Linked DNA regions of Gossypium hirsutum: region 1 is linked to region 2. The links are chromatin contacts, called in public Hi-C maps. All regions are on one chromosome and are shown on one strand. Each heading gives the region's core, a stretch centred on a gene start, on an enhancer-like site or on the middle of the called end of the contact. The rest is flanking DNA. Distances are from core to core; before and after follow the strand shown.

Evidence for each region. Hi-C and Micro-C count contacts between places; a contact is called where the count stands out from the background.
Region 1: a Hi-C map of leaf shows a contact between it and region 2, with 2.8 times the contacts expected there. The contact joins the promoter of LOC107913013 here to the promoter of LOC107912795 in region 2. A contact is called at or near these places in 4 of 34 Hi-C or Micro-C datasets (callus and leaf).

The regions. Positions count from the first base shown.
Region 1 is chrD11:21,130,211-21,136,427 of Gossypium_hirsutum_v2.1, forward strand. LOC107913013 (V-type proton ATPase subunit c2) reads left to right here and starts at 4,948. Exons shown (of 3, transcript XM_041106470.1): 1 at 4,948-5,218; 2 at 5,308-5,593; 3 at 6,076-6,217. The coding sequence starts at 5,140. The coding sequence ends at 6,208.
Region 2 is chrD11:20,997,800-21,004,358 of Gossypium_hirsutum_v2.1, forward strand. LOC107912795 (heterogeneous nuclear ribonucleoprotein Q) reads left to right here and starts at 2,533. Exons shown (of 11, transcript XM_041106468.1): 1 at 2,533-3,097; 2 at 3,243-4,030; 3 at 4,096-4,185; 4 at 4,264-4,506; 5 at 5,139-5,253; 6 at 5,331-5,480; 7 at 5,620-5,876; 8 at 5,959-6,052; 9 at 6,146-6,201; 10 at 6,290-6,364; 11 at 6,431-6,559. The coding sequence starts at 2,863. The coding sequence ends at 6,343. LOC107911032 (GDP-mannose 4,6 dehydratase 1) reads left to right here. Exons shown (of 1, transcript XM_016838931.2): 1 at 1-1,428. The coding sequence starts at 121. The coding sequence ends at 1,242.

The DNA of each region.
Region 1 (6,217 bases), core at 3,698-6,197, 130 kb after region 2:
ACCTCCAGTCTCAAAATGAAGAGAACCGAGAGAGAAGAATCCAGCGACGGAGCTGACGGCGGAGGAGAAATGGGGACGTGATGATTCCATTGATCCAACATCCGTAACGAGTAGAGTAAAATCGACACTCCAAGGAAAGCTTGGAGAAAATTCAAGAACTTTAGAACAAAAGCAAACGAAACATGACAACAATTCAGCCGCATTCCCTAAGATTTCAAAACGATTTTGATTTCAATTTTTTTTTACTTTACACAAACCCTAATTTTGATGATGGATTTTGAGAAATGGATAAGATCGAAGCTCCGTCTTTTGGATTTAATTCATTTGGCTTTATTTTGCTTCAATAAAAAAATATATATGTAGTGTATTTTAAAAATAATAAAAAATATATGTAGTGTATTTTAAAAATAAAAAAAATTTAATCTGATGTCCTTAATAGTCATTTTTTATTCTCATCCCACCGTTACAGCTACATTTGAATCCAAACACACACTCTACCATTGTTTCTAATCTCACCGCTACAGTATCTAATCTTACCGCTACAGTAATTAATCTCACCACCACCGCTGTTTTTAACCTCACCGGAGGTAAACACACCGCCCATCTAAACTAAGCCTTAATCTAACTCGACTTTAAATTTAATTAAAGGGGAATATAATTGTTGAATGCGGAACAATTTAAAGAAAAAAACAGCCGGGCTTTTAGGAAAGAAACGATGTACAGATGGCGTTTCACAGAAGACTCTTAAGAGGGGCATGAATACTATGGCGAGAAAATGGGCCATTGATTGGGAAAGAATAGGGGAATGATGGCCAGCCAGAGGTGAGCCGGGGGAAGACGGTGGGGGGGGGGTCCTTGAATAGGTGGTAGATTGCAATAGGATTTGGGCTTCGCCGAGTCGTTCAGTGCCTCGTGGTTGATGATCAGCTGAGAGCTTTATGGGGCTAGAAATGGGGGGTCCAATTTCACATCGAGTATGAATTGACGCGTTAGATCTCTATTTTGCTTATATATGGCACATACAAAACCCAACGTTTTCCTTGTCAAAAAGGTGCCATTCCTTTTTGCGTCAACTTTTTCACTTTATTTTATTTTTGGTAAACGTTTGAAAAGACACCTTAACATATACAAATGAAAAATAAATACTAACAACATCACTTGTAAGAAATAATTTAATCAATAAATGTTCAAGCCAATGTAATGTATATTCTACATTTTAAAAGAGAAATTAGGTAGGAATTTTGAAAATAATATTATTTAAAAAGAATAATCATAAATTCTGAGAAAAGTAATCTTTATGGTTTGTAAATGGACACATGAATATCTTAATTAAATCAAACAATCGAAATCGATTAAAAAAATTTAAAAAAAGAACAAGGTTTAATGGTGTAAGGAATTTTTTAACTTTAAAAAAAATTTAATTTTTTTCACTCAATTGGATATTTTAACTATCAAAATGCATCAAAAAAATAGGGGCTTAATTTTTTTAAAAGTTTGAGGACTTTTTACACCCTTAAGCAATAAAAAAATACCCAAATTGAATTAAATGATGATATACTTGTTTAAATTTTGTTGAATAGTACTCTTAACATTCTTCTATATATAAAATTAGAGATAAATCTTAAAATTATATATGAACTTTGGTATAATGTGTAATTTTGTACATGAACTTTGATTTTGTGCAATTTTATGGATTCAATTCTCGCAAAAAAATAACATAATTATTGATATAGTACCATTTTATGTTTATATATTGCATACACATAATTATTTTTGTCCAACAAAAAAAATAAATTGATATATTTATTTCTTTAAATGTGTATGATTAAATCAAAATTAAAGTTTCATGTATACATTTGAATCATAATCAAAATTTCTTGTGTATATTTGCATCAAATTAAAATTCAGGTATCAAGTTGCACATTAAATTAAAATTCATGTAGATTTTTATCCCTATAAAATTATCATACTTGACTCATTCTTAATTTGTTTGTTAGTAGTGATCTTTTTTCGGCATCGACATAAGTGAAAGATTTTTTGCATATATTATTGATTCGTTTCTATTTACATACAAATGCATTGTTAGTGTTTCATTAACATTTAACGATAGAGTGACTAATTTGATTAAAATTTTTTAAAGCGATTAACAGAAAAAAAATTTATTTAAATTTCAACAAATTCTTTAAGCTACATATGCAACGAATGTCTAATAAATTTGCAAGTAAATTTAAGCGTAGAAAGAATGAAAGCTGAAAAATGATTAAAGTAACAATGCATGGTATGAGGAACAATATGAAGAAATATTAGAAATAAGAAGTCTTTCAGATATGTAAAGCTAGTTCTATAATTAAAGGAGCCATCCTCAATGAAATTAAAAGCAAAGCAAATAACCAATTATGGCTATGGCTGATCAACATATTGTGATGACATTTCATGAATACTTTCTTCCATTGATCTTCTCTTCTATATATTATATATAACATTCACTATAAGAGAAAAAAACTAGTGGATGGTACAACAAAATTTTGAGTAAACTATACACATGGTCATTCAACTATGTCTGTGTTCTTGTTTTAGTCACTCAATTTTAAAAATTTTCAATTTAGATATTAACATTTGAATTCGTTCCTGTTTTGATCGTCCATGGTTAAATTGATAAAGAAAAGTCTTTTTTCTAAATGGTATAATAACTCATTTAGTCATCAATACTTATATATTATATCAGTTTAATCCTAATTATAAATAATTCAATAAATTAAACCCTTCACATTTTCAAATTTTATTAATTTGATCTTCAAACTTTCTAAGCTTTTAAAACAAAGGCATTCTACATCTATTAATTGTTTTATTTATGGTTGAAATTCTAATAGCCCTTTTTGTTTATATTTTTAGGAAGTTAAGAGTTATAAATTAACTAAAAACTATTAAAATTAATAGAAAATGTAAATTTTAAAAATATAATATATAATAAAAATATATAAATAATTTAATATTTGTAAAGAAATATTTTTTTATTCTGACTAGCATAATTTTAGTTTTTTTATTAATTTGGTAAATGATTTAACACTAAATCACAGGCACATATGGCTTACTGTGGGTTTAAAAATTTAAAAACAATTAATTAAAAATAAATAGAACACATAATAATCTATTAATCGGTTTATAAAATTAAAAAAAACATTATGAATGTAACAAAAGAAAATTCATAATTGTTTTACATTTTTTTTTCTTATGAAAAACTAAATGTTCATATTTGTTTTTATATAATTATTGATTGAACAATTGGATTTTTTAAAGTTATATTTTTTAACATTGATATTTGCTTCAAGGTACATAAAATATCATACTCTTAATAACAAGAGTAACTCTAAAGTGTTTTTTTTTAAGGTTTTTCCTTTTTTTTTAAGCCAAAATTTTATCAATCAAATGGTTAGAAACAGCTTGCTAGTTGAGATTTTTTTTTCTTTTTTGGGTTTAACAAATTTATAAATTTGAAATGCCTCTGATTTAAAAGTTAAAAGCTTTAGTTAGGAAGTTTGATGATCAATTTGATAGGATTTGTAAATATGAAGGATTAAATTTATTGAATTATTTAGAATTAAGAATAAATTGATAAAATATGTGAGTAGTGAGGATCAAATGTGTTATTATATTAGTTAAAAAAAATTTAGCAAGTGACTAAAATAAAAATAAATTCAGTGCCTAAATTACAAAAAAATTAAATTAATCAAAACAAAAAGGGAATATAGTTGCATAACCTGTTGACCCTAAAATCTTTGACACATGGGAAGGTTTTCTCTACGTCACTCGCTATATATAATTATTTCACCATTGATCCATCATATCATGACTCTTTCCAAAGTGAACGTGTGTGGCTCTTACCGTGGCTTGTGGTAGAAACCCATTTACATTTTTCATCAAAGTAAAATCATTCCCATCTTCATCATAACATTTTTGTTCAGTAAGTACGATTAATGAAACTGAGAATGCTAAAGTCGATCTTTCTTTAGTGATCTACAAGCTTTACGAAATACATCAATGATGTAAGATGACCATCTTTCTTTTTATCCAAACCTTAATCACAATGCATTAGATGTTAAGCATTCGTGCACCTTTCGCTCTAATCCAATAAGCTTCAAGGTTGTTGGGAGAAATAAAAGTTTAGTTCCCTTTTTTTTTTGTCAATCAACTTGCATTGCATTGCATGAGTTTTTCTCTTATGCATTCTTTTGTTGGAAATTGTTCCTTGTAAAATTATTTGCCATATTGTTGGTGGAGATGATTTAATCTCTGTGAGCAAAGTTTGAAAACTAACATATGTTTGGGACATGCTGCAGTTTCTAATTTCGGTTGTGAAGTTAAAAATCTCCACATCTTTAAACTCCATAAGAAAAACTAAAAGCTCTCACAAAAAAAAAAAAAGAGAGAAATGGTTAAAATATACTATGAGTCCCTATATTTTTTTTTGGAGATTTAGAATTCAAGTTTTCTATTTTTTCTATTTTAAAATTTCAAAATTTTGATCCAATGGTCAACCTCATTAAACCTTTTTCTATCAAATTCATAGGTTTGACATTTTGGAAAAAAAATACTCACTTGATAGACATTCAACAAGAAAAATATGTTGTAATGAACCTGAATTTAAGAGAAGAGTTTTAAGGGTAGAGTGACTAAGTTCCTTGAAATAAAAGTAGGAGGACTAAATTCTAAATGAATGAAGAGTACAGGGAGCTAAAGCACATTTTAACCGAAAGAAAAATTGGGTAACCTATATATATTTTCGAGAGCCACTTGTGATTTTGGGCTATCAAAGATTCCTAGCCCTAATTATTAATGTCCAATTAAAGACCCCCAATCCAATATTACAGCATAACACATGAGCCCAAAACATGTCTCCAACAAAAAATTTGTCCCAAATGAGGCACACGTTTTACGTAATGCCAAAATCTGCCAATTGTATGGCGAAAGCTCGATCACGTTCACGTGGGATCCACTCAGAAATTTCCCAGTTCCTTCTTCAGTTCATTATCTCTCTTGTCTCTCCCTTTCATTTCATCACTCACGAAATCCAGCGATCAAGGTTTCCCCAAACTCCCTTCAAATCCTCGTCTCAACAATTTTTGTTTAAAGCCTAGTAAAATGGCGTCCACATTTAGCGGTGATGAAACTGCTCCTTTCTTCGGCTTCCTCGGAGCCGCTGCTGCCCTCGTTTTCTCCTGTAAGATGCTAACCCTAACTCCTCCCAGAAGAATCGATTTTTGATCGGTGCTGATCCTTTCTAATTGGGTTTTCTTTTTGTTTTTACAGGTATGGGTGCTGCGTACGGGACGGCGAAGAGCGGTGTCGGGGTGGCGTCGATGGGAGTGATGAGGCCGGAGTTGGTGATGAAATCGATCGTGCCCGTTGTTATGGCCGGAGTTTTAGGTATTTATGGGTTGATTATTGCGGTTATTATCAGCACTGGGATTAACCCAAAGGCCAAATCTTACTACCTTTTCGATGGCTATGCTCATCTTTCCTCTGGTCTCGCTTGTGGCCTCGCCGGTCTCTCTGCCGGTATGGCTATTGGAATCGTTGGCGATGCTGGAGTTAGGTACTGTTATCTTATTTATTTTATTTATCTTCATTTTCAGCACTATATAAATTGGATTCAGATTTCGTTCTTTGTTGTCGTGTTTGTAGATTTTTCTGACTGATAATAGTAGTTAAAGTAATTTAACTCAGGGGATAGTAAAATCCATAATTAGATCAAATTAGTATTCTAGAATGGGATTTTGTTTTAAGATTTCGCTTATAACGGATGCACTCTGATCATACGGTTGCCTGATAAAGATGTATTCGCCAACTGTTCTAGTTGGAATATCACTGGCTATACAAAGTATTGGTCATTTTGATTCAATCAAGCATTGAGAAAAAGGGAAGGGGTAGTAAAAACAAAGTAGGATATGGTATTTCGACGAATGAACCTCATAATCAGCTTGCTGTATGGTTATAAATTGCATTCAATTTACCACGATGATAATTCTTTTGCATTTGTTAGAATGTGGCGTGTTTGAATTTATATTTTATGTGCAGAGCCAATGCCCAACAACCAAAGCTTTTTGTTGGAATGATTCTTATTCTCATTTTTGCTGAGGCTTTGGCTCTCTATGGACTCATTGTCGGTATCATCCTCTCTTCCCGGGCTGGTCAATCCCGGGCAGAATAGAGTGCAAAG
Region 2 (6,559 bases), core at 1,283-3,782:
ACTCTTATAAACAACCAATTGCTTAAACGCACCACAAAGCGCTTCTTCCACTTTTTCTTTTCATCTCAAAAATTGAAATTTCACCGTCAAAGCTTTTTCCCCTCAGGTTCGAGCTCTGAAATGGCAACCGAGAATAACAGTTCCAGGGTCGGATCTGGATCCGGATCTCATACTGTCAACGGCGACGCGGCTCCTGACCGCAAGATCGCGTTGATCACTGGCATCACCGGTCAAGATGGTTCCTACCTGACCGAATTCCTCCTCAACAAAGGCTATGAAGTCCATGGCTTGATCCGCCGCTCTTCCAACTTCAATACGCAGCGTATCAACCACATCTACATTGATCCACATAACGCCCACAAGGCTCGGATGAAGCTCCATTACGCTGACCTCACCGACGCTTCCTCGCTTCGTCGCTGGCTCGATACTATTCGACCCGATGAGGTTTACAATCTGGCGGCTCAATCTCACGTGGCCGTCTCTTTTGAGATCCCTGATTATACAGCTGACGTGGTGGCTACGGGAGCTCTTCGCTTGTTGGAAGCCGTTAGGTCCCACATCGCCGCCACGGGTCGGACCCATATCAAGTACTACCAAGCTGGATCGTCCGAAATGTTCGGATCCACCCCTCCTCCGCAATCTGAACACACCCCGTTTCACCCCAGATCTCCATACGCAGCTTCCAAATGCGCCGCGCATTGGTACACTGTGAATTACAGGGAAGCTTACGGGCTTTTCGCATGCAATGGGATTCTTTTTAACCACGAGTCCCCGAGGAGAGGAGAGAATTTCGTGACCCGGAAAATCACCCGGGCCGTTGGGAGGATCAAGATTGGGTTGCAAAACAAGTTGTTTTTGGGGAACCTTCAAGCTTCGAGGGATTGGGGTTTTGCCGGGGATTACGTGGAAGCTATGTGGATGATGCTGCAACAAGAGAAGCCGGACGATTACGTGGTGGCGACGGAGGAATCGCATACGGTGGAGGAGTTTTTGCAAGTGGCATTTGGGTATGTTGGGTTGAACTGGAAAGATCATGTTGTGATTGATAAGAGGTATTTTAGGCCTGCCGAGGTGGATAACCTGAAAGGTGATTCAAGTAAGGCAAGGAAGGTTCTTGGGTGGAAACCCAAAGTTGGGTTTGAGCAATTGGTGAAGATGATGGTTGATGAAGATATCGAGTTGGCTAAGAGGGAGAAAGTACTGGTCGATGCTGGTTATATGGATGCCCAACAACAGCCTTAATTTACTGTGCCATCCAAAATTTTCTTCTTTGATGATATAGTTGGTGTTTAAGAAGAGGGTATTTATTTAAATGTTTAATTTAATTTAAGTTTTATGTATCCATTTATTTCCTAGAAGTTCCTTCATAATGATGTTACTCTGAAATATTTTCATTTTGATCAAGGATAGCCTGAAATTTGCTGTTAAGTTTGATTATGCCATGAGAATTCTGGAAATGAATCTAGATCCCATCACTTGAGTTTTGAATGTATGATGCATGTACAAGATCTGATTGAAACTTTGTGCATCTTGTGATCTGTTTTTTGTGTCACTAGATTTGATTGCTAAGTGTCAGAGCAAGACTTCGTAGTCATTGGATCATGCGGTATTTGTCCCAAGAGTTCTACATGTATGGCCTATTAAGATACTAAAAATCAAATCTTGTTACCATTGTTGTCTGCTTGTGAAGATTTTGAATGATGTCGGCAGGGGGCAACTTTTGCTTTCACGTTACAACTGCGTCACGTTCAATCCAAAAAAAAATTGTCTATAATCTGTATTCAAAACTTTGCTAGCCCAAATGTTAGTACACTTGCTGTTTTGCGTAGAAAAATAAACACGATTCTCAATGAAGAAATGAGAATTAAGGGTAAAAGAATCATGTCGATGATGAGTCAAAGCTGCGATTTGATGTCGAATTAAGGGTTAAAAATGCAATCTATGCACCGTTTTTTTTCTCATTATCTTCTGCTTACTGAACCAATAGAAGAAGCAAAGACACAAACAAGTAACTAAAAGCCTGTATTGAATGCAAAATTCAAGAAAACTTACATGCTAATCTAGTAGGACTTGAGCTGGGAATTTAAAACTCATTGTAGATGTAGAACTTCAACAATACATGGCTCCATAAAAAAAGCAGAGTAGACAGAATTTTTCCCTGTACAATACTATTGAATCCCAGTAGACTAATTTGGTAGCCTTCTCTGCAAGCTAATCTTATGTTACTCCAACTTGGTTTCGAGTATAATCTTATTTTTAATTTAATTTTTGGGTAAAGTATTGGATATTTGCATCCAACTCAAATACTTCGACCCCTTTGAATGTTCATTTCAATTTTGGGTGCCTTTTTTCAGTCTAACTTCACCACAGCAAGCTGTTTGGCAAGTGCAAAATTCATGGAATATCTCACTGCTATAACTATGTTTCAATCCAAATAAATCTCTCATTTATATTTTTAATTTCATTCACAATTATTATTGTACTTCAACGCAAATTTAAAGGAAGCCTTAGCTCCGTCGTGACGACTAGAACATTTAAAGGAAAATGTTGGAAGCTAAAAGGCTTGGTGACGGTAAGAGTCGGGTTAATGGGCAACACGACCTGGAAAAGAAATCCGGGTTGCAAAAAAGATTATACTTGCACGTGGCAGTTTCTCAGGAAACGACAGCGTTCTATCCTGATCAGTTTACAGTCGTCTTCTATTCTCACCAGAACCATGTACCTATTTGGTTCATCAAATCCATTAAAATCTTCGGTTGTTTCTTCTTTTCTCACGGTTTTTGCTCAAATTATTTAGCGTTTTCAAATTCAGTTTACGGCAAAGAAAGCTAAGCCATCTTACTTAACGACTCTATTAGAAATATGAGAATCCGGAATCAGGGTACAGCCGAACCGGCGACTACAAGAAAGACGCCGCCGACGAGGAAGTCTGCTGCGAAAAATTCATCGGGATGTACAGATGCTGCGGCGGAATCCACGGCTCTGAAAACGGCGGGAACAAAGCAGGCCTCCGCTGCTAAAGCGAAGCAAATGGAGAAAAATGAAATTTCAACTGTGATTATCGACGGCTCTGATTCTAATCTTGAAAGATCAGCAGGTTAGTAAGTACTGCTATATAATTTACAATTCGTATGCTTAGCTATATTGGTAATACTGTTTGATGATTTTGCTTTTAATGTTGGACTGTGAAATGTTTCTGTTCAAATTGATTTTCCTTTTTATGATTTTTAAATTTGAAATAGTTGAAGAAGTGAAGTCATCACCTGAAGCTACAAGACTGACACCGGAGAGCAAAGCTACACCAGGCACTAAATTAGTTTCAAAGCGAACACCTGGAAGACCTAAACGTGCTGTTTCTGCGAAAGGGAAAGCTGTCTCCGTAGTGAATTCTGAGGGAACAGCCAGTGAGAAGGTTTTGGAATCACCAAATAAGGTAGAAATGGAGCATCAAAAGGTAAAAGAAAGAGAAAAAATTGAAGAAACTGGAAAGTCCAAACTGGAGGAGGAAGTACCATGTGATGGGAACATTGAAGAGTATGTAGCTAAAGAGGATTCACTACTAGTAAGCGGGACAGATCGCAAAATTGTGGACCTTAATGTAAAAGAAGGCAGGAAAGGTAAGTTGAGTGGAGAAGATGTGCAAATGGAACAAGATAGGTATGGCAGTTTCGATGATGAGTTTGAGTACGGTGACAGAGTGGACTTTGGGGACCACGATGATGAAGTACTTGCAGATGATGATGTAGATGACCCTATTGAAGAAACTGAGGCATTGGAGGAGGAGTGCAAAGAACTAACTGCTATTGCAAAAGAACATAAAATTAAGAAAGAGTGTGAGATTTTTGTTGGTGGATTGGATCGAGATGCTGTTGAGGAGGACTTGAGACAGGTTTTTGAGAAAATTGGTGAGGTGGTTGAAGTTAGGTTGCATAAGAATCCAATAACCAACAAGAATAAGGGATATGCTTTTGTGAAATTTTCAAATAAAGAACATGCAAAGCATGCCTTGTTAGAAATGAAGAACCCGGTTGTAAGTATTAGTTATAGTATTTGCTTTGTCCATTCATCAACTGAATTTGACTTTCCAGTTCGCAGATTTGTGGGAAACGATGTGGGACGGCACCTAGTGAAGACAATGACACATTGTTTTTGGGAAATATTTGCAATACATGGACAAAAGAAGCTGTGAGCATATAATGGTATTTATTGCATGGCCATTATCTTAATTTGTATGCTTACTCTTGCTATATTCTTGTTTTACAGATCAAACAAAACCTTAAAGAATATGGTATTGAAGGAGTTGAGAATATTACTCTTGTCCCAGATGTTCAACATGAAGGGTTGAGCCGTGGTTTTGCATTTTTAGAGTTCTCTTGCCATGCCGATGCAATGCTTGCATACAAGAGACTACAAAAGCCTGATGTTGTATTTGGACACCCTGAGAGAACTGCCAAAGTAGCTTTTGCTGAACCGTTGCGGGAGCCTGATCCAGAGATAATGGCCAAGGTAAAAACTGTATTTCTTGATTCACTTCCTCCTCATTGGGATGAAGATCGTGTAAGGGAAAAACTCAAAGGTTATGGAGAGATCGTGCGAATTGTATTGGCCCGCAACATGTCAACTGCTAAGAGAAAGGACTTTGGATTTGTTGATTTCTCCACCCATAAAGCTGCTACAGCTTGTGTAGATGGTGTGAATAATAAACAGCTGGGTGATGGGAACTCAAAGGTACCATATATAGTTTGATAGTAATTTCCTTAGCCTGGCCTTCTCTAGAAAACATTTTCTTTTATATTTAGTGTTGTTGCACAAATTTTTTTCTTGTTTCCTTTTTGTTTTTTGATAAGACTGATTGTGGCATACACCTTTGTTGCACCAGTCAAGCTAGCAAAGATGCTAAGCACACTTGAAAAGGAACCCTGGAATGGTCCTTCTATGATGAATAGATGTGATTACACACCACTTGTCAGGCATACAAGTACCGTAGAATACTCATCCTTTACAATGTTTCTAGAAAATGTGTAGCTTGTCAAAAACATCACTAGAACATTATAAAGACATGGCGTGTCACCTCCCTTTCGTGTTTTGAATTCCATCAATATATTTTTAATGTATTAAAATTGCTCTTTCTCCTGTAGACAAAAGTCAGAGCAAGGCTATCGAATCCTATGCCTAAAACACAAGCTATTAAGGGGGGAATGTCTGGTGGGTTTCGAATTGGAAGTGGTGGCAATGGCACATTTTCAAGATTTGGTAATCATTTATATTTTGGAAATAGATATATGTTGTTGTCTGTGCATTTTTGTTACTTACAAATTATTTTCTTATAGGGAGAACCTTTGGCCAGGTTGGACATCGCTTTAACTCGAAAGGTTTCCAACATGGCCGGTATTACCATCAAAATGAACATGGTCGAACTAGTACAAATGAGCATGACTTTCACAATCGAAATTCTGAGTTCCATCGGCAGCAAGTTATGGGTAAAAGTTTAAACCAATTAATTATTGCTCCATCTAGCTTTCTGTCCTTAAACTACAGATGCAAGTCATGCAACTTATACAAATAAGGATCTTGCATTGTACAGTTTAGAACTTGACGTATTTAATTACACCAAATCAGGTGGAAGAAGGGGCTCTTATGGGGATGATTATCGCACATCCAGTAGAGCTGCCTCATTTGTTAGCCCTTCAAGATATAATTTGAGTAGGTCTTGGTATGATGGCCCTGAAAGGGCATGGAGGGAGCATGCTCCGCTTAGGAGGCAACCGTTTTCTCCTCAACGAGCCTTTGATCAACCTTATGGTGGGCAGCAATATGATGACCCTTATTATTATGATGAAAGTGCACATAGCATGAAGAGGCCATTTTATATGACAGTAAGTGTTAATTTTCCTACCATATCTACATTCTGCTGTCCCGGCTTTTGTTTTTTGTTTGAAACTTTGACTGTGCTCTTAGGACCATGATCCTGAATACATGGAGCCTCCTAGATTCCGTCCTCGAATGGATCATCCTTATCCAGAAGTTACTTTTCATGAAACCCGCCATCGTGGTGTGTATTTCATTTTGCTAATGTTTCTTTTGTTTGCTGCTCCTGTGAATCTGTTTTTACCGTATCACTCATTCATGTGGCTATGTGCTTTAGATCCTCATCATGCAGCTGGTAGTGGTCTCTACTCCCATGATTATTTTGGTTCTGATGTGAGTAATCAACCCATAGCTCCCTGTTAATGCATTTAAGTATTCAATTAACAATTTCATGATGGCCAATTATTTCATTTTGTTATAGTATGATGCATATCCCCCGTATTATCGGGATCATTCCTATGGAGGCAGCTACTAGTAGCAGGCTCAAGAACTGTTGGTAATTTCAATTGCTTGACGTAATTTGTTTTCTTAAACCCAATACTGAGTTTTGCTAATATTCTAGAAGCTCTTGCTCAATTTGTCTTGGTGGGCATGGAAATGCAGATGCAGCTCACTGGGAAGGACAGAGGCTTACTTGAAAAAAGCGGTTGAACCTGCCTTTTAACTTCTTTCAGTTTTCTGTTTTCTTATC